4 separate regions of the Mus musculus genome follow, and all the other regions are linked to region 1. A link is a contact called in public Hi-C and HiCAR-type data. All regions are on one chromosome and are shown on one strand. Each heading gives the region's core, a stretch centred on a gene start, on an enhancer-like site or on the middle of the called end of the contact. The rest is flanking DNA. Distances are from core to core; before and after follow the strand shown. Region 1 holds the start of Plpbp (pyridoxal phosphate binding protein). Region 2 holds the start of Plpp5 (phospholipid phosphatase 5). Region 3 holds the start of Ddhd2 (DDHD domain containing 2). Region 4 holds the start of Ash2l (ASH2 like histone lysine methyltransferase complex subunit).

The links. A called contact is a pair of places that touch in the nucleus more often than the background predicts. HiCAR-type assays count read pairs that join an accessible place to other places.
Region 2: a HiCAR-type map of astrocytes shows a contact between it and region 1, with 3 times the contacts expected there. The contact joins the promoter of Plpp5 here to the promoter of Plpbp in region 1. A contact is called at or near these places in 11 of 39 promoter capture datasets (the 3T3-L1 cell line, the HPC-7 cell line, HPC-7-derived erythroid cells and 7 more) and 2 of 115 datasets of contacts at active chromatin or transcription factors (astrocytes and stem cell-derived neural progenitor cells).
Region 3: a contact with region 1 is called in a Hi-C map of B cells, with 11 read pairs. The contact joins the promoter of Ddhd2 here to the promoter of Plpbp in region 1. A contact is called at or near these places in 4 of 39 promoter capture datasets (the 3T3-L1 cell line, hippocampal neurons, liver and 1 more), 1 of 484 Hi-C or Micro-C datasets (B cells), 5 of 115 datasets of contacts at active chromatin or transcription factors (astrocytes, embryonic forebrain, embryonic stem cells and 2 more) and 2 of 9 other capture datasets (adipose tissue and liver).
Region 4: a HiCAR-type map of astrocytes shows a contact between it and region 1, with 6 times the contacts expected there. The contact joins the promoter of Ash2l here to the promoter of Plpbp in region 1. A contact is called at or near these places in 5 of 39 promoter capture datasets (embryonic stem cells, liver, pre-B cells and 1 more), 5 of 115 datasets of contacts at active chromatin or transcription factors (astrocytes, embryonic stem cells, large pre-B cells and 2 more) and 2 of 9 other capture datasets (macrophages and pancreatic islet).

Annotation. Positions count from the first base shown.
Region 1 is chr8:27,041,089-27,044,017 of GRCm38.p6, reverse strand. It overlaps Plpbp (pyridoxal phosphate binding protein), which reads right to left and starts at 1,463. Exons shown (of 8, transcript NM_054057.4): 1 at 1,305-1,463. The coding sequence starts at 1,403.
Region 2 is chr8:25,718,621-25,721,549 of GRCm38.p6, reverse strand. Plpp5 (phospholipid phosphatase 5) reads right to left here and starts at 1,502. Exons shown (of 7, transcript NM_028000.1): 1 at 1,399-1,502; 2 at 1,175-1,283; 3 at 905-995; 4 at 313-376. The coding sequence starts at 1,460. It overlaps Nsd3 (nuclear receptor binding SET domain protein 3), which reads right to left. Exons shown (of 23, transcript NM_001081269.2): 23 at 1,883-2,929.
Region 3 is chr8:25,752,731-25,755,659 of GRCm38.p6, reverse strand. Ddhd2 (DDHD domain containing 2) reads left to right here and starts at 1,380. Exons shown (of 18, transcript NM_028102.1): 1 at 1,380-1,474; 2 at 2,487-2,712. The coding sequence starts at 2,493. It overlaps Gm17484 (predicted gene, 17484), which reads right to left and starts at 1,180. Exons shown (of 2, transcript NR_154462.1): 1 at 941-1,180.
Region 4 is chr8:25,839,321-25,842,249 of GRCm38.p6, reverse strand. Ash2l (ASH2 like histone lysine methyltransferase complex subunit) reads left to right here and starts at 1,463. Exons shown (of 16, transcript NM_011791.3): 1 at 1,463-1,668; 2 at 2,175-2,238; 3 at 2,362-2,507. The coding sequence starts at 1,493.

The sequences.
Region 1 (2,929 bases), core at 214-2,713:
TCCTTAGCACCAAAAAAACCCATACAAACAAAGTAAAACAAAACCCAGCAGCATCCTTCATGAAGGGAAGGCAACATCCTGTTTAGCAGGGAGGTCACTTCTGGCTTCTGATACACGAAGGTAAATAGTTTAGAAACTCATTTTGGTCCTGATGTAATTATTAATAACGCTTCCACTCACCCTGGAAGAGGCTCAATTGAGATAAAGACATACACTGCCTTGTTCAGTCTATGAATCAACCAACAGTCAGCAGAGTTGACAACGAGACACCCACAACTCAGTGTTCAGGATTAGATTCACGCAAAGTCTCCTCACATCCATTACATAAAATGAAGGGTTTCCCTGCTTTCCTTACGTCTACCCCACCGTTTCTGAGACTGTCACAGAACCACAGTGCTCTCAAGGACTTGGAGACGTCACATCAATTACCACACGGTCTCCTGCTGCCTCCTTCTGAGGGACTGACTGTGTCTAATTCCTAGTGTGATGATGAACTAACTGGAGGCTTCCAGAGACAAATCGGTCAAGCAGGCCTAACTCCCGAGGCGGGCTGCATTAGGGAAATCCCGAGAACTCCGGTACCAGGAAGGTGGTAGGAACTCCCAAGGCTCTCTTAATTTCCTTCCCCTGTGAGGAACCCTAGCTAGGGCTAGAGTAGTTAACTGGACATGCCCAGACATCAGGTAAGAGAAGACTATGTTAATTCAGCCTTCGGTTTTCAGGCATCATTTTGAAATCTCAGACCATGAACACTAGATCAGAAAGGAAAGGTGTTTGATTTTTTTTTTTTTTCTGTCTCACTTCACATAACGTAGCTTAATTTGCATGGAGAAAAGCAGATACTGGCACCGGTCTAGAAGTCCAATGGGGGACATAACAACCATACGAAAATAACAAACGCTTGTGACAGGGCACCTGACAGCTCCCGCCCGCTCTGTGTGTGTCAAGTTCACGCGCAGCTAGACCACGGCTCGCGGCCGCCGCAACGCACGTGATCGCGGGTGGACACGGCCCTCCCAGGGCTCTAGTACCGTGGTGACGAATGGCGTGGTGGTACCGAGGGCAATGACGAATGGCGAGACGCCTGGATACGAGTCACTTGCCCTAAATGAACACCTTTCTCCAACCAAGCCAACCTCCCGGCAAGTCCCGATCCTCAAGGCCAGACCGACCGCCATGGAAACCCAGCGATCCCCTCTGCAGCCCCCGCCCCTCCGGGAGCCCCTTCTGCGTCACCGTGACACCTCGTCCCACGTAGGTGTCCCCCTTCCAGCCCTCCCCAGTGCCCTTCCGCCGGTCCTCACCCGCGGCCGCCGCGCCACACTCTGCTGGACTCGCTCGTTCACGGCCCGCAGCGCGAACCCGACTCCCAGCTCCGCCGTCATGCTGCCACCTCTCAACATTCCCAAGAGGATGCCCGGAGGACCCGCGACTCACCGAGCCCACCTTCCGGTCCCGCCCCCTTCCTGAGAGGTCCAATCGCCGCTCACCATCCAGCCACTTCCCCAGCGGAGGTTGGCCACCCAGGCGGGCGCCATCTTGGGGAAGGCGGAGGTTACCCGGACTGAAAGCCTCCTAGGGAGTTCAAGGGCTGGGCGGGCCGGTATAAACCAAGACATTAAAGTAACTTTCATTCATCCGTTCCGTTCCTTTCCTTTTTCCTTTCTTCTTTTCCTTTCCCTTCCCTCCCCTCTCCTTCCCATTTTTAAATTTCTTTCGAGACAGGGCTTCTCTGTGTCCTGGCTGTCCTGGAACTCATTCTCTAGATCAGGGTGGCCTTGAAATCCCAAGTGCTGGGTCTAAAGGCGTGTGCCACCACTGCCCAGCTATTATTTCTTTTTTAAAATATTTATTTTATGTGCGTTGATTTGTTTTGTCCTCATGTATGTATGTGCATGCACCGTCGTATCTGTGGTGCCATGGCCAGGAGAGTTTTGGATCTCGACCTGATGGTTGTGAGCCATCATGTGTGCTGGGGACAGAATTCTGGTCCTTTGCAAGAGCAACAGGTGCACTTGACTACTGATCCATCTCTCCAGCCCCCTTTTAATTTAAATATTTTTATTTATATTTTTGTTGTGTGGGTGTTTCCCCTGAACGTTAAGTCTGTGAACTGCCACAGAGGTCAGAGGAGGGCATAGAACTCTCTGGAACTGATGAGTGGATAGATGGGTGCTGGGTTCTGAACCTCTATAAGAGCAGTAAGTGCTCTCTCTCCATTCCCAGACTTTAGGAGTAATGATATTGAAGGTAAATGCCTCTTCATATACTGCTGTCACCACAGTGAAAAAAACCCCAAAACCTGAAAGGGCCCAGAAGGCTGTTACAGAGTGAGCCTAATGAGAAGCTGGCTGTGGAGCTGCAGTTGGGAAGTACTAGTCAGGAATAAGTGGGTCAAGTTTAAAGGGTTCGTGAAGGCTGGGATGGACGTGAAGTCAAAGAGATGCTCTGCTTCAAAAAATTGAAGGTGATAAGACAGGTCAGGGGTCAGAGGCGCTTGCTGTCCAAAGTCATATGGTGGAAGGAGAAAGCAGACTCCTGCAGATCTCCACATGAATGCCAGGGTGTCTGAGCATGTGCGCATGCACAAGGATGTATACATACATATGTACACAGATGTAAAAATGAGACCTATAAATACTACAGATTTAGGGTGGGGCCTCTATCTATCTATCTATCTATCTATCTATCTATCTATCTATCTATCTACCTACCTACCTACCTACCTACCTACCTACCTATCTGCACATATACATAAACACACACAGAACCTACTACTACTGTTTTGCTAAATGGACATGGCAGCAAACTGTCTTCAGAATATTTATATCCACAGGTTAGTGCTGACCTCAGCCTTGGATAAAGAAGCTGTTTGTGTTACAATGGATAATGATTAACAGAGTCACAACTGGTCAAAGTGCTCAAAATA
Region 2 (2,929 bases), core at 253-2,752, 1.3 Mb after region 1:
TGTTTATACTGAGAAAAAGGCCTTAGCCACGCGGCCAATGTTCAAGAAAGTCTCTAGCATATGATTGTATCTTAGCACAGAGCAGCTAGTCATACTGCAGCTTTAGGTACATAAAGGTGGTCGCTGTGGGAAATACTCAGGACAGGACGCAGACCAGGTGGTACACTTGGAACAGGCAGAGGGCAGGGAGAGGGAGTTCTGGTGAGAAAGGAGAGACTAGTCTGAGAATCCGGGTAAACACTGCTTGAGAATGTGGTGGTGTGTGTGTGGGGGGCGCTCAGGGAGGTTTGAGTGCCAAGGCTTCTCACTTACCTGCCCACTATCAGTTTGATTATGTTGGTAAAGACACCATTCAGAGCTAGGGCAAGGCTGGCAGCTGGAAAGCAAAGAAGCCGTTAGTGCCATCTGCTTGGAGAAGAGTAAGCCACCACCTCATGAGTAGAGCCTTCATTGCTTTGAGATAGAACCCAACCAGAATAAAAACCCAAACGGCCTAGGGGCAGAGAAGTGGAGCACTGAGGAACACCTATGTGGCACCTGTGTTAATAGGGAACACCTGTGTGGTGTCTGTGTTAATAAGGAACACCTGGCCGGGCGTGGTGGCACACGCCTTTAATCCCAGCACTTGGGAGGCAGAGGCAGGTGGATTTCTGAGTTCAAGGCCAGCCTGGTCTACAAAGTGAGTTCCAGGACAGACAGGGCTACACAGAGAAACCCTGTCTCGAAAAAACAAACAAACAAAAAGGAACACCTGTGTGGCGCCTGTGTTATTAAGCACATTCTCATCAGTACTGCTTTTTGGTCTCATGGGGTAAAAAGACATACTTTAGGGGTACAGAGTAGCTGAACCCCATAGCTACTTGCCAACACTAAGACAGGAACAACTGGAACAAGGGCGACTTACCGAGGCAGGCTTGCTTGCTGTCGGTAGCGTCAGCTTTCCTTAGAAACTTGGCGAGGAAGATCAGGGACAGTGGAGTGAGAAAGGCAATGACCTGAAGGTAAAACACAGGGTCGGTAAAACCAAGTCCCTCCTGGCCTAAAGCACCAGCTGCCGCGCACTAACCAAGATCGGGGCTCAGATTGCCCACCAGACGCCTCGCCCTAGCCCTGGAACTCAAGGCAGGGGAGGAGTCCCTGCCAGCGGAGGAGGGCGGGAGGGCAGCTCACGCACAAACATGCGGCCGGTGGGGAAGTATTCCGCCTCCACGTACGGGTTCCTGTAGAGCCACAGCTCCTCGGGCTGGATCCGCCGCTGGAAGGGAGGGAGCAGCTCGGTCACCCTGGGGAGGAAACGGGGAAGATTGACAGGCTACCTCGGCGGAAGAACCTGCCGCCCCGAGCCGCTTAGGAAGTGCGAGCGCCCAGGGACGCCTGGGAGCGTTGACAGATCCTTACAGGAAAGCCACAAAGAGCAGGACCCGCACGCCCAGCTCGGCTCCCAGGGCCGCCGTCCCCATCCCGCCATACGTGCGGATCAGACGCTGACGTGGCCCCGGCGCGCCGTGGTTCCGCCCGCCCGGTGTCCAGCGCCACCTAGCGAACTCCGCGGGGACTGACTACCAGCGGGGCCTCCGGGCTACAGGAAATTCAGAGCTCATTTGCTGTGTTATGAGTACCACCTAACAGATCACCTTTGGGTCTCAAAGCAATGTGTCCTTCACCAACCACCCAGATCAGCTTATAGGACAAGAAAAGGAACGTCATTCTCCAGAGATGCTTCCTCTACAAAAGCAAACCAGAAAGCCCACTTTAAAGAAACTATGTCTTTGGAGCATTTCGAAGGGAAAAAACTGGGCTGAGGGTGAGTGGTTGTATTTTTGTGTCTCATTTCCCAGTAAACTGTACCATGAAATTACAGGTAAAGAACCAGCCCATATTCTTAAGTAGACCATACAGGACAATTTATTAAAGTCAACCTCAAGCAAGACCTGAAATCAATGGAATGCCATTAAAAGCTTTCCCACATTCTTACAGAAGCAGAAAACATATTTGAATTCTAAAGTATCTGTAAGTTAAAAAGGCAGGATTCCAGTAAATACAATGTACAAAACCTGTCCCACCAGCACACATCAGTAAGAAGCTCAAATGTTACAGGCAATCTCACATACACTACACTAGTTAACAGATATGTACAGGTTAACTAAGATGGTAGGCTCATACTTTGCAATAAGACATTGGTCAATAAACAAAATCCTTAAACTATATTTTGAAGTCATTAAACAGTAATGCCCTAGTAGAATACCCCTGGGGAACATTAACACTAACCCCTTAGTGTTAGGAGCGCCAAGTCACAGAAACTAAAGAGACTGACTAATGGATGTTGACACTTTGATATTTCACAGGTCTACAGCGTTCATTACAGGTAAATACAGATGTAAACAATCTATCAAGAACTTTATTCAAAGAACACAAGGTGAGGGTGGGATCTGCAGATATGTGTTTATTGTGTAATATTTAAATGGACACAAATGAATTTGCCATAGCAGTTGAAAATACACAAATCTTTGTATATAAAAAGAACTTTTTAGCCAGCTGTAATCAGTTAGCAACTTGGTTATTAGCGGCAATACAGTTACTTACCATAGGGTACAAAAAATGAGATGTTAATTGATAACAAAAGTGTAATTCCCTCATTCCCTTTAACTGACAAGAATTCCCTGTTGAGGCAAAATGGCAGATACTTGAAAGCCATCTGCACAGAGCAAGGCTCAGTCAGCAGGTAAGGAAGGCTTCTCGTCCCTTAACGGACGCAGTGAAGTCACAAGAAAACCAAGGACCGAATACTGACTTTGGCAACTTCTATTTTCCCTTGAACTTACAAGTCAATGACTTTCAGAGCCTACTGAAGGACAAACAATACTTTTCTCCCCCCTCCCCCATACACAAATACAAGCGCTCACATCTGCCACTTTTGCAATGGATTGAC
Region 3 (2,929 bases), core at 131-2,630, 1.3 Mb after region 1:
GAAAGTTATTCTCTGAATTCTACACATGAAGCAGCACATACATGACACACACACACACACTGCATTGGCTGGTTTTGTGTGTCAACTTGACATAGGCTGGAGTTGTCACAGAGAGAGTAGCCTCCCTTGAGGAAATGCCTCAGTGAGATCCAGCTGTAAGGCATTTTCTCAATTAGTGATCAAGGGGGAAAGGCCCCTTGTGGGTGGGACCATCCCTGGCGGGTAGTCTTGGGTTCTATAAGAGAGCAGGCTGAGCAAGCCAGGTGAGGCAAGCCAGTAAAGAACATCCCACCATGGCCTCTGCATCAGCTCCTGCTTCCTGACCTGCTTGGGTTCCAGTCCTGACTTCCTTTGGTGATGAACAGCAATGTGGAAATGTAAGCTGAATAAACCCTTTCCTCCCCAACTTGCTTTTTCGTCATGATGTTTGTGCAGGAACAGAAACCCTAACACACACACACAGACAAATATATAAATGTAGTAATTTTTAAAGGTCGGAGACCAATATGGGGCTTCATAGCAAGGCCATCACAAAACAACAACAAAAAAAATCACACAAAAAATGGTGTTACATTAACGTGCAGATATTGGTGTGTAGGTGTTGACTTGCAGAGACTATGTGGTTTTTTTAAAAAAAAAAAAAGTCCACGTTTTGTTCCTTCTCAGTTTCTGGGGGAAAAAAAAAATCTCGAAGCCTTGTCTTATAATCAAGTTAGAAACCAGCAAAGCCTCTTGTCTTTCCTTCCCGTGGCACCTGCTAGTCAGGCGCTCCAGCGACAATCCGCATCTCTAGCCCTGCCAGTCTCCAGAGCGCTGGGCTTACGTGAATAGCCACCGCCATCACCCTACATCAACTAGGTCAAAAACAAAAAACAAAAAAGCCAACAAACAAAAACCTCATTTGCTGCCTCTTACAGCATCCGTATTCTGTCAGACTCACCTCTTAGGCTTTAGGGATAACTTTGACAGCCTCTCAATCCAAATAGAGGGAGGGAATGGAGGACAGACAGACAGACAGAGCCTTCAGTCACCCCAGTCCTGCCCACCGGGGTTGCCGGGACCCATGAGGGGTCAGAAGGTCCGATTTTCCTCCTTCAAAGCCTCAGCGCAGGCAAGGCCTCCCGTGCGTGTCCCCCACGCCCCTAGCGCGTGCCCGGCGCGTGCCCGGCGCCCGACGTCTGCCCGCAGGAGGAGCCAGGTCTCGCGCGAGTCCCCCAGTCCTCACCGCACATCTCGCGACACTTCGGAGGATCTTTCTGCGCCTCCGGCTCTCACCGGGAGCGCAGCCTCCGCGGGCGCACTGCTCTCCTCCGCTGGAGCGCTGAGGAGCCCGCGGTGTGGGGATTGGGGCGCGGCCGCAGGCTCCGCCCGTCCGCCCCGCCCGGCTTGGGAGGTAGGCTGCAGCGGCGATGTGGCCCGGGCTCCCTCCGCGAGGGCTGAGAGCGCGAGCGGCGGTGTGGACGAGCGAGTCCAGGTCCGCGCGGGAGCCTGGGCCGGGGCGAGCCGGGGGTGGAGAGGCTCCAGTGTGCACGGTATCCCGGGGCATCCGTGGACGGCTCGGCTGCTCTCCTAGATCCCGAACTCGGAGCCCCGAGCTGGCGGCGGGAGCAGGCCGAGGTCTCGGGAGGATAACGGGGAGGCCCGGGGAGTGTTGGTTCCTGAGCTGTGCGGTCCGACCGTGCCCGGTGCAGCGATGCCGCTCGTCCATCTCCCGTCCTGGGCTTTTGGGTTCTGCTTCTATGTCTGCAGCGCTAGTCCGCCGGGTGCTTTAGTGCTGGGGTCGGTGGGAACTCGCCCGACATCCATCGCCCCGGGGGCAGTTGAGGTCATTTGTCACTTTTCATCCGAAACTCTGGCTCTGCGTCTCGGTGGGTCGATGCGCAGCTATAGCCTGCAGGCAAAGTTTCTGTTTGGGCGTTAAATGTACCAGAGCCCGTATTGAAGCACACTGGGAGGATCAGCCAAAATGGTTCTTAAGCGATTAGTTCTGTTTTCTGTATAGTAAGATTCCAATAGTTATGTAAATGTGTGTGTAATTAGAAATGTACAATAGAGCCTGGGGCCTTAAACCTACCTGTTATTACTGTCTGACACACTAAATGGTTTGTAGTGTGCACACCTGGAGGTAGGAAATTTCCAGCCTTCGCTGGTGCTGCTACTTTTATTGTGAAAATTGTGGTAAAACACCCTGTTGCAATCAGTTTTGACCGTGTGTTTCTTGACATTTCTGGGTTTTCTAAAGAGCTTGTTGTATGATTAGACATTTTTTAGTTTTCTAAGGAGAATTGGAAGCTCAGTATAGAATGATGGAGCTGAACATTTTGTTTCTCTCCCCAAATAATTGTGTGTGTATAAAAATTATGTAGCTTTTAAATATTGCTGTTTTCAAGAACAGCTTCCAAAAATGGTTATTGAGCATATGAACATTACAGTGTTAATAGATGCAAAATAATTCTCCTGATAGTTTTTTTTATTTTGTCTTCTAGAGCGAAATGTCATCGGGGGAATCACACCAGGAGCAGCTGTCTCAGTCAGATCCGTCCCCATCCCCGAACTCTTGTAGTTCCTTCGAACTCATAGACATGGACGCCAGTAGTTCCTATGAACCCGTTTCTCCACATTGGTTTTATTGTAAGGTACTAGATTCCAAGGAGCTCTGGATTCCTTTCAACTCTGAGGATTCACAGCAGCTGGAAGACGCATATGGCTCTGGTAGGAAGAAACTGATGACTCTAATAAAAACTAACAAGTAATATCCTCTACTGTGATAGCCACTAACATGAAATTTCAGAATTACACCATTTTCATCCTTTTAAAACTGTATTAAATTTCTGCATAGTTATCAAGTATTTTTCTCTATTCTAGCTTGTGTTTGACTTTTTAGTCAGAAAGTTTGTGTGTAGAGTCGTCACATTGCAGACTGAGCTAA
Region 4 (2,929 bases), core at 214-2,713, 1.2 Mb after region 1:
TCACAACAATATGGCTGCCCAAATGAGATCTAACTATGGCAATCCTAATAGACATATTAACATGGAAGGGGGAAATCTCTAAAAAGTCATGCATTTGAGAGGGTAAGGTGGGGCATGGGGGGGGGAGGATCGGTCCCCATTCACACAACAGTTGTTATGATGTCTAGGGAGGCTTGGGAGGTGAACGTTTGCTGGTGGAGGTAAGTCACTGGGGGCAAGCTTACACGAAAAAAGTGAAGCCGCTTCCTTGAAGTTCTCCCTGTCTGCTTGGTGATTCTGATAGAGAATTCGAGCTCTCAGCCTTGTCTGATAGTCACCATTTCAGATCCTTGCTGCCTTATCTCCCCACCATCATGGATTCTTATCTCTTTGAACCCCCCTCAACCAAGATCCCCCCTCCCCTTGCTTAAGATATTTTTGGTCATGGCGGCACTTTCTCCTAACAACTGCAAAGTATCAATGATCTCTAATCCCTAAGTGTGTTTGTTTTAAAACAGCAAATTTATGGTCCGTGAGATGGCCCAGTGGGCAAAGGCGGCACTTGCTTGCCAAGCCTGAGCTAGATTCCTAGAACTCACATAGTGGAGGGAAAGAAAGCTCTTCTCACCATATTGTCCTCTCACCTGTCCAGTGCACTATGCCACATACATGCGCACACATCCGTAAAGCGCACACACACGCGGAGGATGGGGGTGAGGCGGCAGTTTCTATTTTGCTAGGGTTTAGAGCCCACCCATATGCTTGCACTCAGTCCAGGGGTTTAGCTACCAGCAGACATCCCTTTCTTACTCGTTTCTGCCCTTCTCGCTAAGGCCCAAACCTTGCTGAATTCTGTCCTCTGCTAGCACTCTCGCCTGGAGCTCTACTTCCCTCCGTGAACTAGCAATTCGTGTTCCTCGAGCGCACAGCACTTCTAGCCTCCTCTGGCCAGATGTTTCTTTTCCTAACGTCTTTTCCACCCACAACTACCTCGGGCTCTCTGGAATCAGACCTCTAGTCTCTCCAAAAGCCGCCTGGAAACGGGGCTTCTGGCGGCCAGCTACGCAGTTACAGACGCTCCCGGCAGGTGTGAGCCAGAGTGCTCCTTTGTTGTTGTTTGGAAGTTTCCTACGTTTTAGGGTTTTAGTATGATCGCCTGCTCCGCACAGTGTAAAGGGGAGTCTCTCACATCCTCATATGTGCCGTGATTTCCACTCTTAGCCACGACTATGAGCAGGCGTTTTGAATAATTCAAGTCCCAAGAGGAAAGCAAAGGACAGACCTCCTAAGTGGCTCCCTTCAAACCTGGGCAATCCGAGTTGCGCCCTGCCTTTTTCTTTCTTCCTTTCTTTTTTTTTTTTTTTCTGGCCTTAAAGCGGCGGACTCAAAGTGCGTCCTTCCCAAGTAAGTGGCGGGCCCCCCAACAAAAGGTCTTTCCCACTTTAAGAGCGCCGTGCGTGGCGGCAACTCGCCGCATAGATATATTCTCGCGAGAGCTTGGGAAGGAGCAGCGATGGCGGCGGCTGGAGCGGGTCCTGGTCCGGGAGTCAGCGCCGGCCCTGGTCCCGGAGCCGCTGCAAGTGCCACAACGGCGGAGGACCGAGAGACAGAGCCGGTGGCCGCGGGGGCTGGCGAGGGGCCGTCAGCCGCCCCGGGAGCGGAGCCCAGCTCCGGAGAGGCCGAAAGTGGGTAAGGCAATCCACTCGCAGCCCCGGGGACGCGCGAGGGCCCGCCCCTCGTGGAAGCCCGCGGCTCGCGCCGCCCGGTGTCGCCCTCCGGATCCAGGTCCCGCAGCCAACGGCTCGGCCCGCCCGCCCACCCGGTACCCTCCGCAACCCCGCTGGCTGCTTGCTTGTGGACTCCAAGCCGCTCCTCGGCTCCTCGGCTCCCATCAGCACCAGTGTGAGCCAAGAGCGTTTCCCCCTCTAGCGCCCCGGAAGACCTCGCTGATCCCTCTTGCAATGCTTGGTCCTGAAAGCACTGAGGACGGCAGCCTCCCGTCGTTAGCCCAGTGCACTAGGAATCCCTGGGCCGCGAACACATTTGTCTTGCTTGACAACCTCCCTCCTAATACTCAGGATTGTTCTCTCGTGGGCATCCCGTTCAGGACATGAAAAAGATATACCCTCCGTATTTGGACCATTGTGTTTTTCTGTTTAGGAAAGGCCATTTTGATGTTTGTCTTTTCATTATAGGGATGCAAACTTGGTTGATGTAAGTGGTCTGGAGACAGAATCTTCTAATGGAAAAGATACTTTGGTAAGTATTTCCTCTGAGGCCTTTGGAAGGCGAACTAGATTTGGTTTTAAAATGTTTAATCTATTTTTTTTTTTTTAAAAAGTAGTCAGGCCATTTGATTCTCTTATTGCCCTGTGGCTCCAGGAAGGTACCGGAGACACTTCAGAAGTGATGGATACCCAGGCGGGCTCTGTGGATGAGGAGAATGGGCGGCAGTTGGGAGAAGTGGAGTTGCAGTGTGGGATATGTACAAAATGGTTCACCGCTGACACCTTTGGAATAGACACGTCGTGAGTACATTTCATGGCCTTCTAGACAGCATGATCCTGGAGAGATGGCTTAGCATTTTAGATCACTAGTTACCCTTTCAGGGGTTTGGGCTTGATTCCCAGTATTCACATGGCAGCTCAAGGAACCCCAGTTCTGGGGTGGAAGGGGAAATTATGTAATCATATTTCTTTTTTTTTAATTAATTTATTTATTTTATGTATATGAGTACACTGTAGCTATACAAATGGTTGTGAGCCATCATGTGGTTTCTGGAAATTGAACTCAGGACCTCTGCCCGCTCTAGCCCTGCTTGCTCCAACTCTGCTCACAACAGCCCAAAGATTTATTATATGTGTACACTGTAGCTGTCTTCAGACACACCAGAAGAGGGTGTCAGATTTTTGTTAGGAGTGGTTGTGAGCCACCATGTGGTTGGGATTTG